2 separate regions of the Hordeum vulgare genome follow, and region 2 is linked to region 1. Evidence: chromatin contacts called from public Hi-C data. All regions are on one chromosome and are shown on one strand. The core of a region is the stretch at or near the end of the contact, and the rest is flanking DNA. Distances in the headings are between cores, read along the strand shown.

Region 1 (6,986 bases), core at 1,664-4,163:
AAAAAATGTTCATGATTTGTAAAAAGTTTGCAATATTCAATAAATATTCTTGATTTTTAAAATGTTCATTACTTTACAAATGGAGAAAGAAAAGTTTAATGACAATGGAAAAAGGGAAAAGCAAAATTAAATGTGAAATGAAACGTGAAGAAATTTGAGAAAAAATCATCAAGAATACTATAGGGCGATTGGCCTGACCTAATATAGCATGCAATACGCTGGGTTAATATAGCATGCAATCAAACACATTAAGCATTGTTACGATTGTGGCCAACCAGCTATGGCATGTGGCACATTCTGGTTGGTCGTAGTGAGAAAGTTTTTGAACTTTTTAGAGTTTTTTGTCAAAATCCAACGAGCTACGCCATGTGGCGCATGGTTGGTAGCAGTGAGAAAGTTTTTTATTTTATAAAGTTCTTTCAAAATAAAAGTGAGATTTTTTTAGGAAAAGTTTTTAATTATTTTAGATGAATGTGATGTTTACATAATATAAGTTTTTTAATTTTAAATTAAAGATATGATGCATATAGCGTTTTTTCAAACGGCTCGCAACGACGGCCCCCAATCATTAATACGCTAGGAAGAGGGAACCTACCTTCTAAGAATTTGGAGAACATACCTTCTCAAAACCGGTAGGAAGAGGGAAGATTTGACCAGCTCTAATATAGCATGCAATGAATTGGGTTACGATTCTAGTAGCCTGTTTCCTCCTATATGGAAAATCCTATTTGCCGCATTCTGCGGCACATTGTCGACCTTTCGCATTGGAGGTGCGAGCGAGCGACTAGGTTTGGGCCAGCCCGTTAACACTTTCACCGATCTCAGTTTTTGGAACCTTCTAGAGGTTTCCAGCCATTTTTTCCGGTTTTGGTAACTTTCTAGAAGATTCCCTGAACCGGTTTTTTTTTTTTCTGTTTTAAGACTATTCTGGATTTTCAAAAAATGTTCCGGAATTTGAAAAAATATTCGGGAACTTGGAAAGTAGTTCGGAATATGGAAAAATGGTTTGGAATTAAAAAACATGTTCCAGAATTTGAAAAAATGTTCTGGAAATTGAAAAAATATTCCGGAATTTGAAAAATATTCCGGAATTTGAAAAATGTTCTAAAATTTGAAAAATTATTCCTGAATTTCAAAAAAATTCTCCTTTTTTGTAATTTTATAGGAAACTATGAAAATGTTCTGGAATTCCAATTTTTTCCTGTTTTTGTAAACTTTTTCAACAATCGGAAAAATATTTTGAATTTAGGAATTTGTTCACATATTTAAAAAACGTTAATATTTCCAATTTTTTTCACAAATTAACATAATGTTCACATGTTTTATTTTTGTTCACAAAATCTAAAATATTTTGGAATTTCCATATATAACCCTGTTTTCCAAATTTGTTCACATATTCTGAAAATGCTACAGTTTTTACATTTTGTTCACAAATTTATAAAATGTTCCATATTTTCGAAATTAGTTTGTAAATTAAAAAACAATCGAGTTTTGTAAAAATAGTTTAATTTTGAAAAATGTTCACTTTCTCACTTTTTTATTTTTCGCGGTTGCCGATTGTTCTTTAGCACTAGCGCTGCCATTGTTGCAAAGTAGGTTGCCTAGTGTAGTGGCTCGTGCATTGCAATAATCTATTGCAGGTTGAGGTTTCGATTCCCGGGTATTGCGCAGTCAGTTTTTGCGTTTTTTCATTCCGTCAAAATGAGCGAATGGACCGGCCCTGGTTACTCGCGTCCTATGCGAAGCTCCACCTCTTTGCTGCAGTTAGCGGCAAATAGGATGTCCCCTCCTATATGGCGATTGTAGTCCCACAAACGCGGACCTACTCCGGCTTTTCCAATTTGACGTTGTAGGCGTTAGTTTCTTCGAATTTCTACAAAACGGCGTCTACAGCCTGTTACATGGGCTTGGCCCATCTTCTTTTTTTGTTCTGTTATACAAACAAAAAAGTGACGCCCGCATTTGCTGCGATTCAAACATGCGACCAAATAGTCAGTCGTGTGATGAGCCAACCAACCCAAGTTCCCGAATTGGCTGCTGGGTTGCTGCTTCTTCCTCCCTTTCTTTGAACGCCTTTTCCTTTTTTCTATTTATTTTTTCACTTTTTTTTTCATCTTGCTTTTTATTCGGAACGGTTTTGTTCTTTTTTTTAGTATTTGATCTCTCGACATTTTCCAAAATAGATGAACTGTTATCAAATTCGATGAACTATTTTTCAAATTCGTGAACATTCTCTTAATATTGATGAACTTTTTTTAAATTTGATGAATAATTTTAAAAATTTGTGAACTTTTATTAAATTTGATTAACCATTTTTCAAATCCAATTATTTGTTTTTTCAAATTCGATGTTTTTTTAAAAATTGATGTTGTTTTCTTCAAATTTTTGAACTTTTTTCGATGTTGGTGAACTATTTGTCAAACTTGACAATTTTTTTCAATACTTATGGTTTTTTATCAAAATTGAATATTTGTTTTATAAATTGATGATTTTTTTAAAAAGTAAATATTTTTTCCCTTTTTGTAACTTTTTTTTTCAAAATCGATGAACTTTTTTTAAGTTTGTATACTTTTCTTAATGTTTTTATAAATTTCGTGAACTTTTTTTCCAAAATGATGAACATTTGAAAATTCACGTTTAAAGAAAATCTATGTGATTAATAAGTAGCGTAGGTACACTTGTTCTTATACGATTAGTGTTAGTTATATTCACAAGTGTTCTGTTGTTCTAGTGATTAGCCAAGCTTGAACAAGGATGTGATGACCCGAGTTTGAATGCAAACCTTTTTAGTTATTCTAGCGTTATTATATATTCGCTGTGCTTTTGTTTTACGGGCCGACCCAATAAAAAGGCGCAATGGGCGCTAGCTACCTGTTCAGGCGCTTAAGGCGCCGAACAACAGCTCCCACCTACTCCCCGTGCAACACTTTTGTGGGTTGGACCTTGTGCGTTAGTCATCGCCATCGTTATCGGGTAGGTATAGCCCAAGTCGTTTTCCGGTTTGGTTTCTTCAGCCATTTTAGTTTCATCGGTTTACTATTAAAAATATATTCTAAACTTTTGAAAACGTTTAGAAATTAAAGAAAAAAAATGCTCCCATATTAAGTATTTAGGAGTAGCTTCATACTCCCTCCGTTCCAAAATAAGTGTCTCAACTTTGTATTAGCTCTAGTACAAAATTGTATTAAGCTTGAGACAGTTATTTTGGGACGGAGGGAGTATTAAATTAGGCACTAAAGTTTCATCGAAGTTACTGGATTCATTGTACACATGTGAAACGTACACACTATACCCCAACGATACAAACACGACTAACATACACTACATCACAAACATAATGGCTACTTGCCCATTACAGTTGTCTACCGAAAGCTTAATCGCTCAAAAAAGTTCGGCAATTGACCTTAGTACATTTAACTAAATACCAAACATAATTTCCGGATGAGATAGTAACTATGAACTCAGAATATTAAATATTTACTGAGCTATAATTAGTTATTTTGTGCTCTACAAATAGTATATCGTAAGTAAAGGTTATCCAACTTATTATGATATAATATACAATTATAGAATTTATGAATGATCTTAATTACCTTGGCTTCAGTTTAACAGATGAAATTCACCAATACAATATTTATCCAAAATGATCATGCCCACGATTCCTAAACTTGAAAAGCATCTCATTATATCTCTTCTATTCTAATATAGATCTTTTACGGTTAATGAATGTAACATTTGAGCCAACTGTCATTAGCATACTGTTTCATTCTAGCCCGATGGTTGTGATGATACAATTAATATCAGTGTGAAAACTAGCCCAGATACAACTTACCGCATATCATAACCTAGACCTATGGTAGCTACATGTGTGGAAACTTGGTTTGGCAAATTTAATTCTGGGCTAGGTTGGTATTTATGCCATAATGTGATCCAACAAGGAGAACAAATAAAAATCTGTTGAGAGATTGAAATAAGTAGAACTATTGCTCACTTTGTTACATTTTACTTGTAGCTGTTGGTAAATATTGATATTTTCTAATACATGTTGCACTAGGTGAAGGTTTGAGATGGAGCTTTGCTTAGGGCCTTTTGTTTGTTTGATTGCATCATACGAAAAATAAATTATTCTTCCAAGATGTTTCTATGGATGCTAAATTCTCCATGAAATGCAGTACAAACAAATCCTTATGTAATCCCGTATGTGATTCAATTATACAAGTCAGACAACCGATACAGGAAAGATTCCGAAGAACCGAAATCCTGGAAAATTCCCATGTAAATCTTCTAAGTCAAAGATGTCCTTATTTTCCAAGATCACATTTTTTGCAATTCCCGGGGAACTTGTTGAGACTTAAATTACAAAAACTAAAGTATGCTATATAATCCTTAATTTATAGGACATATTACAATACACTATTCATCTTACATATTCTTCTAAAATGTTTTTGTTGTAGCCTGTTAAAACTGTATTTTTGTCAATATACCACAAAACAAGGTACTTTTGTGAAAAGGAAAAAAGTTTGATTGATTTTATGAAAGGATATGTACATGTGTGACAAATAACATCATGCCTAATGTTTAGGACCTCCCAAAATGTATATTCCAAACATGAGTGATCGGCGAAAGCTTTCCTCATGTTGGAAGTATATTTTTTGAAGTACTAGAATCTTGGCTTTTATTATAGATAGAGGGAGGAGCTCCCCCATGAGGCGGGGGCGCCCAATGGAGGTCTTATTCTGTGCAAGTTTCTAATGGTGGCGGCAGTGCCCAGTCTCGACCGATCGCACAATAGAAGAGGATAGGGAAGGGCACGTAATATATACGATGAGCGGTGGAGGAGAGTAGCATGATCACACATCTCAACCATTAGATGACTTAGCAAGGTGGACACGAGGAGTGCAGCAACAACTAAATACACTGTCCAGATTGTTTCCTCAAATTTACTCCTTCCATTGCATAATACACAATGTGTTATGCATGCATCATTTCTTAAAATTGAAATTTTGACCTTTATTCATGTGAATACATTTTGTGTTGCTAAGTAAAGAAATATGCGAATTAAAAAAGCTAATGATATTGCTTCACCTTTTCATATTAACGAGCAAGGTAATTCGTAATGTGCATGTTCTCTGGGTCAACTCTTGTATGCTCGTTGGTATATGTTTGCAACTGCATGTCTCTGTTATTTTTTGCATGTCTATATAGATTAATCTAGTCTTGTTTCTATCCTCGTCAGAAAATTATTGGCACATGCTAGAATTCTCGCTTGGATTTGGCATCTATAAATAAACAAAAATTAAACAAACTAATTTCCCACACGCCCTCAACCCTTCAGTTCCAGTAACCAACTACAATTTCCATACTCCTGCATCGACACTTATGTTGGTCCTAATTACACGACAGCTATTTTGCTCCACATATTGCCCCAGGAATTTGCAGTACTAATTATCTACATAGCATAAGGTGGTAGAGATATTTATGTATCTACCAATTATTGTAATTATAATTGTTTATGTGGTGAGAGCTAATAACATGTTTAAATCGGGCAAGACATGTACTTTTATTTTAGTTCAACAATTAGCTAACATGTGTGTGCTATTTTTTAAACTTATGCACCGGAAAATACTTTTATTACGTTATCTATCTAACCGCAAACAGGGTAATATAATGACTACTATTTATGCAACTACCGTTACCAAGATTTACCGGTTATGATTTGTCTAGTTATAGTTATGGACAACCAACACACGAGAAACAATTATAGAGGTCTAACTTATATAATATGTTAAGATACATAATTATGGCGATCTAGCAAATGGCATATGTTTAAGCACACTTACATGAAGATTTAACATATGTGATCTATGTAGGCACAATTCTATATCACTCTAAAGGGTGTGATCTGTTTAGCTACAATTATGATTACAATTTATTAATAAAGACATGGCTCACAAATTGATGACCAAATGTTTTGCTTTTTATGAGATTTTTCAAGAACAACTCTATTTTGTACCATAAGGTGCTTTTAGTACATAATAGGTTACAAGATATGCTCCAGTGATGAAATCAATATACATTATAAGAGCTTATTGTCCAAGGGACCATTTCCCCTTAACCTTACCATCTTATGCTTCTTCCTCATCTTGTCCGCCACCTTCTCCTCACAAATAACCCTCTGAGATTTTCCCACGTACATGCCGTTGTATGCTCAAGTTCAATGTAGACCCATTCTGATTTCTCTTTGTCTATCCAGTGATAATATGCACAGAGGATAGGGGATATGAAAATTAATAAAATTACGGTCAGTGGTATGCAATATAATATAAAACTTACCAGATAGGCATTAAGACATACCGATAGACGGTCGTAAACAACAAGTTTTTGGAGGATTGAAATCCTTAGGATTTTTTCCTACATCAGTCCTTTGAATCATAGGATTGAATCCCATAGGAAATTTTCCTATGAAATCATTTGTACTACATTTCAGAGGAAATCTAACATCCACTCCGACCTCTTTTTACAATTTCTTTGTTTTTTCTATGGCATCAAACACTCCTTGCTAATCCCATAGGATTCAAATGGACATGCCACTTCAACCCTCCACTTTTCCTATTCCCGTGTTCTCAAAATCCTAAGAATCAAAGAGGCCGGGGTGAAACATGGGTATAATTAACGCACATGAAAAACTTTGTGCTATAAATGTATGGAAATTCCATGTAGCTAGCTCTTCATCTTGCAACTCGCGCTGCACCAACACCTCAGAACTGCCACCTCTATAGGAGCACCCGAATATATCTACTTTTGGCATCCCATTTGGATCAAAAAAGTGCCATTCCTAATACAAAAACAAATACACATATCAATTGACGACCAGAAAATTATCCACGTCAAACAATAAGGAATTAACATAGAATATTTTCTTCTCTCCTTTTCCACTCTTTCTCACAAAATGCAGGGTAAGTTGGATGGGGGGGGGGGGGGTGGAT
Region 2 (6,986 bases), core at 2,119-4,618, 170 kb after region 1:
CTGCACCGTCCGATTGATCTTTCCACTACCGTTCGATGCATTCTCCCCCTCCCATCGATGCATCTATGTCGGCGTGTGCGTCGCGCCTACAAAAAAGCCTAGAAAACTATTCTTCCCACCGCCTTTCCCTCGGCACAGCTCGCACGAGGAATAAATCAGATGTGGGCGTCCTCGGTGGCAAAAAGAACACCCCGCCAACCCTGCGTAGCGAATCATCTTTGCTCCCCTAGCAAGGGCAAAATGGACAAATCTGACCTAAACACGCTACAAATTCACGAAATGAATTGCGTTTGAAAAAAATTCACTCGTGTAACCTTTTTATGTGGCGCCCAATAGCAAGGTGCCACACTATACTGTGTGGCGCTCATGAGGACATCGATGCCATTATTACATCTGTTATACCTACTCGACCAGTTACTAGAGCTCGCGCACGTTCGTTGAATTACCAGGTATTTTCATTTCTTGAAAATCTTTCTAATATCCATGAACATATGATGCTGTCTAAATTAGATATTTATGTCTTGCTTATGAATGAAGGACCTAGCATGGACAAGAAGGATGGCCATTGGAGCGGGATTAAGAATGAAGGGGAAGGTGCACACTCGGGAAAGAAAAAGGTGCTTCTGGTGGTGATTTTGGGACTTTGAAGGCACCATAAGGAAATCATGAAGTCTTGGACGAAATATACAAGATGTCACTTCATAAATTTCATCCATATGCTATTATAGGTGTTGCGTCACCTTATTTTTAGGCCAGGCCCATGTAATTTCAAAATACTAGCTACCACATAGGTTATTTTTAGAGTCCGTATGTGTGGGGAAACCGAGTTTAGGGTCGTTTTCGGACCCATCCTTCAAGGGTCACGAAAATCCCTCTCTATTTCCTCATATGCAGCCCTTAGGGCACCGTTTAGACTTGGGTATTGTTTAGATTACAAGTTTGCCATAGCTGCAACTTCGCGTTCTTCGTTTGTGTTCTACAACCACACCAAGACGTCAGAGAACCTCACTTTCATCAATAAAGCTTTTCTCTTATATTCACAATATCTAGATTGCAATTTCAATTTCTTGTTTGTTCTTCGTTTGCGTGCATGAAACATACCCTCGTGGTTAGGTTGATAGTGCTCCGTCGTGGTAAATAACCTCTAGGAGTTGGTTTAGCGATTGATAAGACGCGGCGTCTTCGCACGTTCGTAGTCGGATCGTCAAAGTCCACTCCACCAAAAATGATAGACACCATCTCATCGAAAGACAGGGACAACTTCACCTTTATGAGGCGCCTTTGCCTTAGACGCCACAGAGACATAGTGTAGTGTAGCATCTTTGCCTTAGGCGCCACCTTAGGTCTCGGACGCCACACAATGTAGTTTCGAACGTCATACAATGTAGTGTGGCGCCTAAGGCAAAGGCCCCACAAAAAAGGGTTACGAGAGTGAAAACAATTCGGAGACGGTTCACTTTGTGAATTTGTTACATGTTTAGGTCAGATTTGTCCATTTTGCCCCTAGCGAGAGCATGGTGGTCACGGGGTTCCAGCTCTGGCAGTCGCTAGTTGCAACTTCGCCTCTTACCGGTTGCATCTCTGTCCTTGTCGGTTCAACTTTGTTGTAGCCCGTTCCAGATCCTCTACTTGACGGTTGCAGCTCCGTCGTCGTCTGGTCCAGCTACACCCCTTATCGGTTGCTAGTACTCCACTTATAGGTTGTAGCCCACTGTAGCCGAATGCAAGTCCGTCACTTGCTAGTTCTAGTCATGCCCTACCAGTTGGAGCTCCTCCCGTCGTAGGTTGTAGGTGTGGTGTAGCCGGATGCAGCCCCACGCCATATCCGTTGCACCTCTTCCACTCATGGATCGCAGATCTATTGTAGCCGGATGCAGCTTCACCACTTGTCGGTTCCATCTCTGCACCTTGACGGTTGTAGCTCTGCTATAGCCGGATGCAGCTACGTCACTCATTGGTTCCAGCTCTCTCTATGCCGGATGCAACTCTATTGGGTGATATGTTGTCCCTAGCATCTTGGTGCACTGGTCGGAGCTGCGCGCCATGCTGCTTCCAACGCCTCGCAAACACTGCAACCCCCTGCTAATAACTCGGCTCGCTGGGAGCGGCTTACAGTGTTGGTCGTAGCTGAGCGCCTTGCCGGTTGATATCCACCTCCCCTTCACAAACTTGGAGCAGCCCCGTAGGTCGCCCCCTTGTCGCGGACGCGCAACATTTCGTGGAACCAACAAGCCTCACAATAGTAATGGCCCCCTCTTGCATCAGAGGTTGGGGCCGGGTTGACATGGCTACTTTGAGAGTTTGGGAGCAAGAGGAACGACATGTTGCGCGGTGCACATGAAAAAGATAAGGATCGAAATGGCATTTCATGAGCCCCACTACACGCATCGCGTCGGAAGTGTACAGAAGAGGACGAGTCGGTCGGCTGACACAAATCCTTTTCGACGTATATATTGATTGTGCTAGAAAAATGTTATATCCCAATTCGATGTACAACTCCAGAAACAAAACAAAAAAAGGTCGAATCAAATTATAAATGGTAGTTTCTTAGATGGGGCTCAAATTTTAGCCCGTTTACACACTTAGTTTTGAATTTGTTCTTCTCATTTCTCAACCTCCGTTCCAAAGTTATATTTGAACTTGACATGGTAATACATTATTTCGTGTCATAAATTAAGTTTAGATCCATGGACAAAATTTTAGATTGCACTTTTAGGATAGGTGCATTGGATACACACTCGCACAAGCGCCTACATAAGTTTTTTAAGCCCAAACTTTCACCTACGTGAGTGAAATCCAAATAAGCCCACGTGTCTTGCTATAAGCAAGACATGGCGGAGTATTGGTTTTAGGCAAATTTTGCTAACCGGCGCCGCCAGCGCTTCTGCGATGGGCCGGTCCATTTAGAGATCCTATATGTGTTTTAATCTGTGATTTTTTTTAACTGTTGACCTTTTTTGAAGTCGTGAACTATTTTTAAAGTTGATGATTTATTTTTCGAAATTGGCGAACTTTTCTTGAAAATCGGTGAACTTATTTTTCAATTCATGAACTTTGTCAAAATCAATGAACTATTTTTAAAAATTGATAAACTTTTTTTTCAAAATTGATGATTTTCTTTTCGAATTCTGTGAACTTTTTGAAAATCCTTGCACATATTGTAAAAGTCGGTGAACTTTTTTTCATAATCATCGAACTTTTTTTGCAAATCTGAACTTTTTAAAATTCAGTGAACTTTTTTTGATTTTTTAATGACAACCATACTTTATATGGGCCGGCCCATGAGGAGTGGTGCTACAGGCGCCGGATTCCCAAGTGGTGTTGAAGGCGCCAGATAGGAGCTCCGAGACATGGCTGCCTCGTTCTCGTGCACACTGCAAGGAGTCGAGGGTGGGCCAGCCCAGTGGAGACATGGTTATCGTGATGAGGTCACGTTGATGTCATACCAAACTTTGTTTTTCTTCTTTTTATTATATTATATTTTAAATGAGTATTCTAAAATAGTAAATTTACTTAAAAGTTCAAAACCATGAATTTAAAAAATGTTAACACGATCTAAAATAGTTTAGTGCAATACAAGGAAAAATGTTTATAGCTTAAAAAATGTATGTGAAAATGAAAAAGATGTTTCTCTTTAAAAAAATTATGGATTTGTTTTAAAGAAAATTATACAATGTCAGAAAATGTTTGCATAGTATAAACATATGTTTCATACATTTAAGAAAGTTGGCATTTAAAAAAATGTTCACGTGTTTCCAAAAATATGGATAGGACATTTTTAAAAATGTTTACACACTGTAATATTTTTTCTGGTTTTAGAAATTTTTTGGACTTGTATTTGAAAACAATGTTGACAAATTATTAAAAAAGTGTCAAAAGTTGTATTAATAAACATACATCCTGTGTTTGAAAAAGTGCAACGTGCATAAAAAATGTTTTACATGTACATTAAAAGTTGTATATTATGTACAAAGAACGTAGACAAGTGATAAGAAAATAAAACCAATGAAAACTGAAAAAGGAAAAAGAAATAAACTGCCGAAAAACAAATAAAACTGAGAAAGAAAACAAAACCAACATATAAAAAAAGAAAAATATGGAAAAACCGTGCAGAATAATGAAAATCGAATTAGCACGAGGAAAAAAGGCAACCGGTGAAGAAACAGTTTTTTTAATTAAAAAGGTAAAAAAACTGTGATCCCAAACAACGAAACCGGACAAAGAAACACTAGAAAGAAAGAACTGGCCCAACATTGAAAAATCCGAACAAAAAGACAATCACAGCGAAAGAAAAAAAAACACATGAACTGCTACAGTACTTGTCGGCTGGGCCGCGTCACGTTGCAGGCGAGAGAGCTGACATCCCGCTATAAGTGAGATATAGGTCTCATGAAAGTCCAAAACGAGCAAAGATGTCACTTGGCCCCTGCGAATGTCGGGTGGCCGATTTGGATGTTTTTATTGCTAGTAAACAGATATCCCCCACGTGAAATATATGGGCTATATTGAGGTGGTAGTTTCAAAAATAATAAGCTAGATCGTAGGTTGGTTACGAGGTAATAGCAGGTTCTAGTTGAAACGGTGCACAAATCTTACAAAGGCGAGTCCCACGTGTAGAATGGGAACTTCATGGGAGACGCTGTTTAGAATGGGAACTTTGGTTCTCAATTGCACCATACACCAATATACGTACCAAAGATTATTGATTGAGATGGCTACATCTAATATAAAGTAAAAAATGTCTAGTTTTAATACATATTTCCTCCATCGCAAAATAAGTGTCGTTGATCTAGTACAAAAATCTATACTAACTTAGTACAAAATTTGCGACACTTATTTTGAGACGGGGAATTATTAAATAGCTCACTTTACACACTGATCTCTAAACCTTCTACGCTAGTGTTGGTGAATTGATGCATAACTAGCAAAAAGAGCTATGCGTTGCACTGAAATAACAAAATAAATATATATTTTTATTTCCTTTTACTATCTTTTATGTTTTTACTGTTGCATGTGCATACCAGGTGCTCATGGTACTATTAATCTAAAAATCACCCTACTAAGGTAATAAATAAATCAAACCAAATATAGAAATTTTGTCATGATCCATAACAGATTTAAATTGGGCCTTTAGTCTGAAATTCGGCTAACTTTTTTTAAATATTGCATTTTTTATTTCTTTTTGAAAAATATTGCACAAAATTCAGATTTTTCAAAAATAATACGGCCTCGGCTTAGGCGTGGTCGATTGGAATCTATTGGCCTAGCCAAGACCAATAAGTCCCAATCGGCCTTGGTTAGGCCGATAGGCCTGTCAGCCTGGCTTCCGGGAGCTTATCGGCCTTGGCGAAGCCAATAAGCTCCTGTCGGCCTTGGCTAGGCCAATAAGTCCCTATCAGCCTTGGCTTAGGCCAATAAGGACTAATTGGTGTTGGCTAGGCCAATAGGTGCATGGGATTATTTTTTTGCATGTTAGCTATTTTCCACGCCCTATTTCCCGTCAATTTACCCCCCCCCCCCCATACTTTGCCGCCAATTTATCCCCCCATACTTTCCCGCCAAAATTGGCGGGAAATGGCGACGGAAAAAAAAGAAGATTCGAAGCAATCCGATGAATCGGCTATGGTGACGACGTTTCACCTTGTTTCTGACGACAACGACGGCGGGCGAACAGGCTCGGCGTCGGGCAGAAGGGCGGCGATGACCAAGAAAGGCAATGAGGTAGCGGCGATGCCGGCGGGCGGTACGGTTACCAGGAGGTGCGTCGGCAGCGAGGCAGTGTGAGTGGGAGAGGCAGTCGGAATGTAGTTATGTTGAATCAGTGTGTCTTGGTTAGGTAGCAAAAGTAGTTAGACGTGCATGATCATGATCGTGGCAGTGTCGCACTATCAGACGAAACTTGCTCTTGCCATGCCTTCTGTTTCCCTTTCTTCATTTGGTTGGTGCCACGAGCCAAGGCACCAATACAAGTCTATGGTTCATAAACTTGGTCAATTTGGAAAAAACGAAGAATAGATCGCTACCCCTCTACTACGACAACTTTCTCTAGTCTCTCTCTCTCCCTCTCTCTCTATCTTCTCTCTTCTCTCTTCTCTCTCTCCCTCTCTCTCTCTCTCTTCTTGCAATTTCCATGCTTTATCTACTCTAGCTCTCCAGCTACCTTGCAAAATCAGTGATGTATTCGTACAATATAACATGTCTTGTTGTGTTTGTGGTTTTCGTTAAAGAAGACGATGTCGTCTTGCTGAGCTCGAGCCCCCTAGGCAGGTCTGTGGATCGGAAGTAGAGAAAAGACTCGGGTCAGGTGCCACCAGCCAATGAGTATGTATCACCAAGCAACAGTTAGCCCGAGCTCCATGTTTGTGGTAGCCATCAAAGGAGGTTGACGCGCATGCATGCACCCCGTTGCATCTTGTCGTTTGTCTCTCGTGTTTCCAGCGTTTGATTTGTTTCACGTCTATGGCCTAGCCATGCATCAAGAGAGAGGCAAGCAAGAGCTTTGGTCAAACGGTTCGCTCTTACTATATACTATATGAAAATAAAAAAGACCTCTAAAAAGTTGACATGCAACTGGCATGTAGTCGTAGTCTGCAGCAACTGTCCATGCAGCCTTGTTGCAACATCTCGAGAGGCCAACGCCGCATATTTGTCTTTCTCTTGCAGTTTCCACAACGACCGTTGTTGTAAGAGCATGCAAGGCGCACTCGGGCTGGAGCCTATCAATTTTTAACCCAATTTATAATGGTGTAGCTCAGGGTTACAAAGTAAAAAAAACTAGTGTTGGTGCTAAGACGGCTGTACAAACGTAAGTACAAAAGTAAAAGTTGCTGGAAATTTCGTGTCCTAGCCTGTACTATGTACTATTCTCTTTATTGCTAAGTATGAGTCTTTTAAAAGTTCTTATTAAAAATTGGCGGGAAATGGGGCGAGAAATGGAGCGTGGAAAATAGCTAACATGAAAAAAAAATCTCATGCACCTATTGGCC

The links. A called contact is a pair of places that touch in the nucleus more often than the background predicts.
Region 2: a contact with region 1 is called in a Hi-C map of leaf, with 2.1 times the contacts expected there. The contact joins two enhancer-like sites. A contact is called at or near these places in 5 of 6 Hi-C or Micro-C datasets (leaf, seedling and an unstated tissue).

Annotation. Positions count from the first base shown.
Region 1 is chr5H:505,533,483-505,540,468 of MorexV3_pseudomolecules_assembly, forward strand. No RefSeq gene overlaps it. Among protein-coding and RNA genes, the nearest start is that of LOC123398691, 86 kb to the left of the region's middle. Within about 2 kb of position 2,914, at least 1 of the 3 cell types and tissues checked has open chromatin away from gene starts, as enhancers often do. A contact at or near this core is called in leaf, where this site is marked.
Region 2 is chr5H:505,707,098-505,714,083 of MorexV3_pseudomolecules_assembly, forward strand. No RefSeq gene overlaps it. Among protein-coding and RNA genes, the nearest start is that of LOC123397657, 23 kb to the right of the region's middle. Within about 2 kb of position 3,369, at least 3 of the 3 cell types and tissues checked have open chromatin away from gene starts, as enhancers often do. A contact at or near this core is called in leaf, where this site is marked.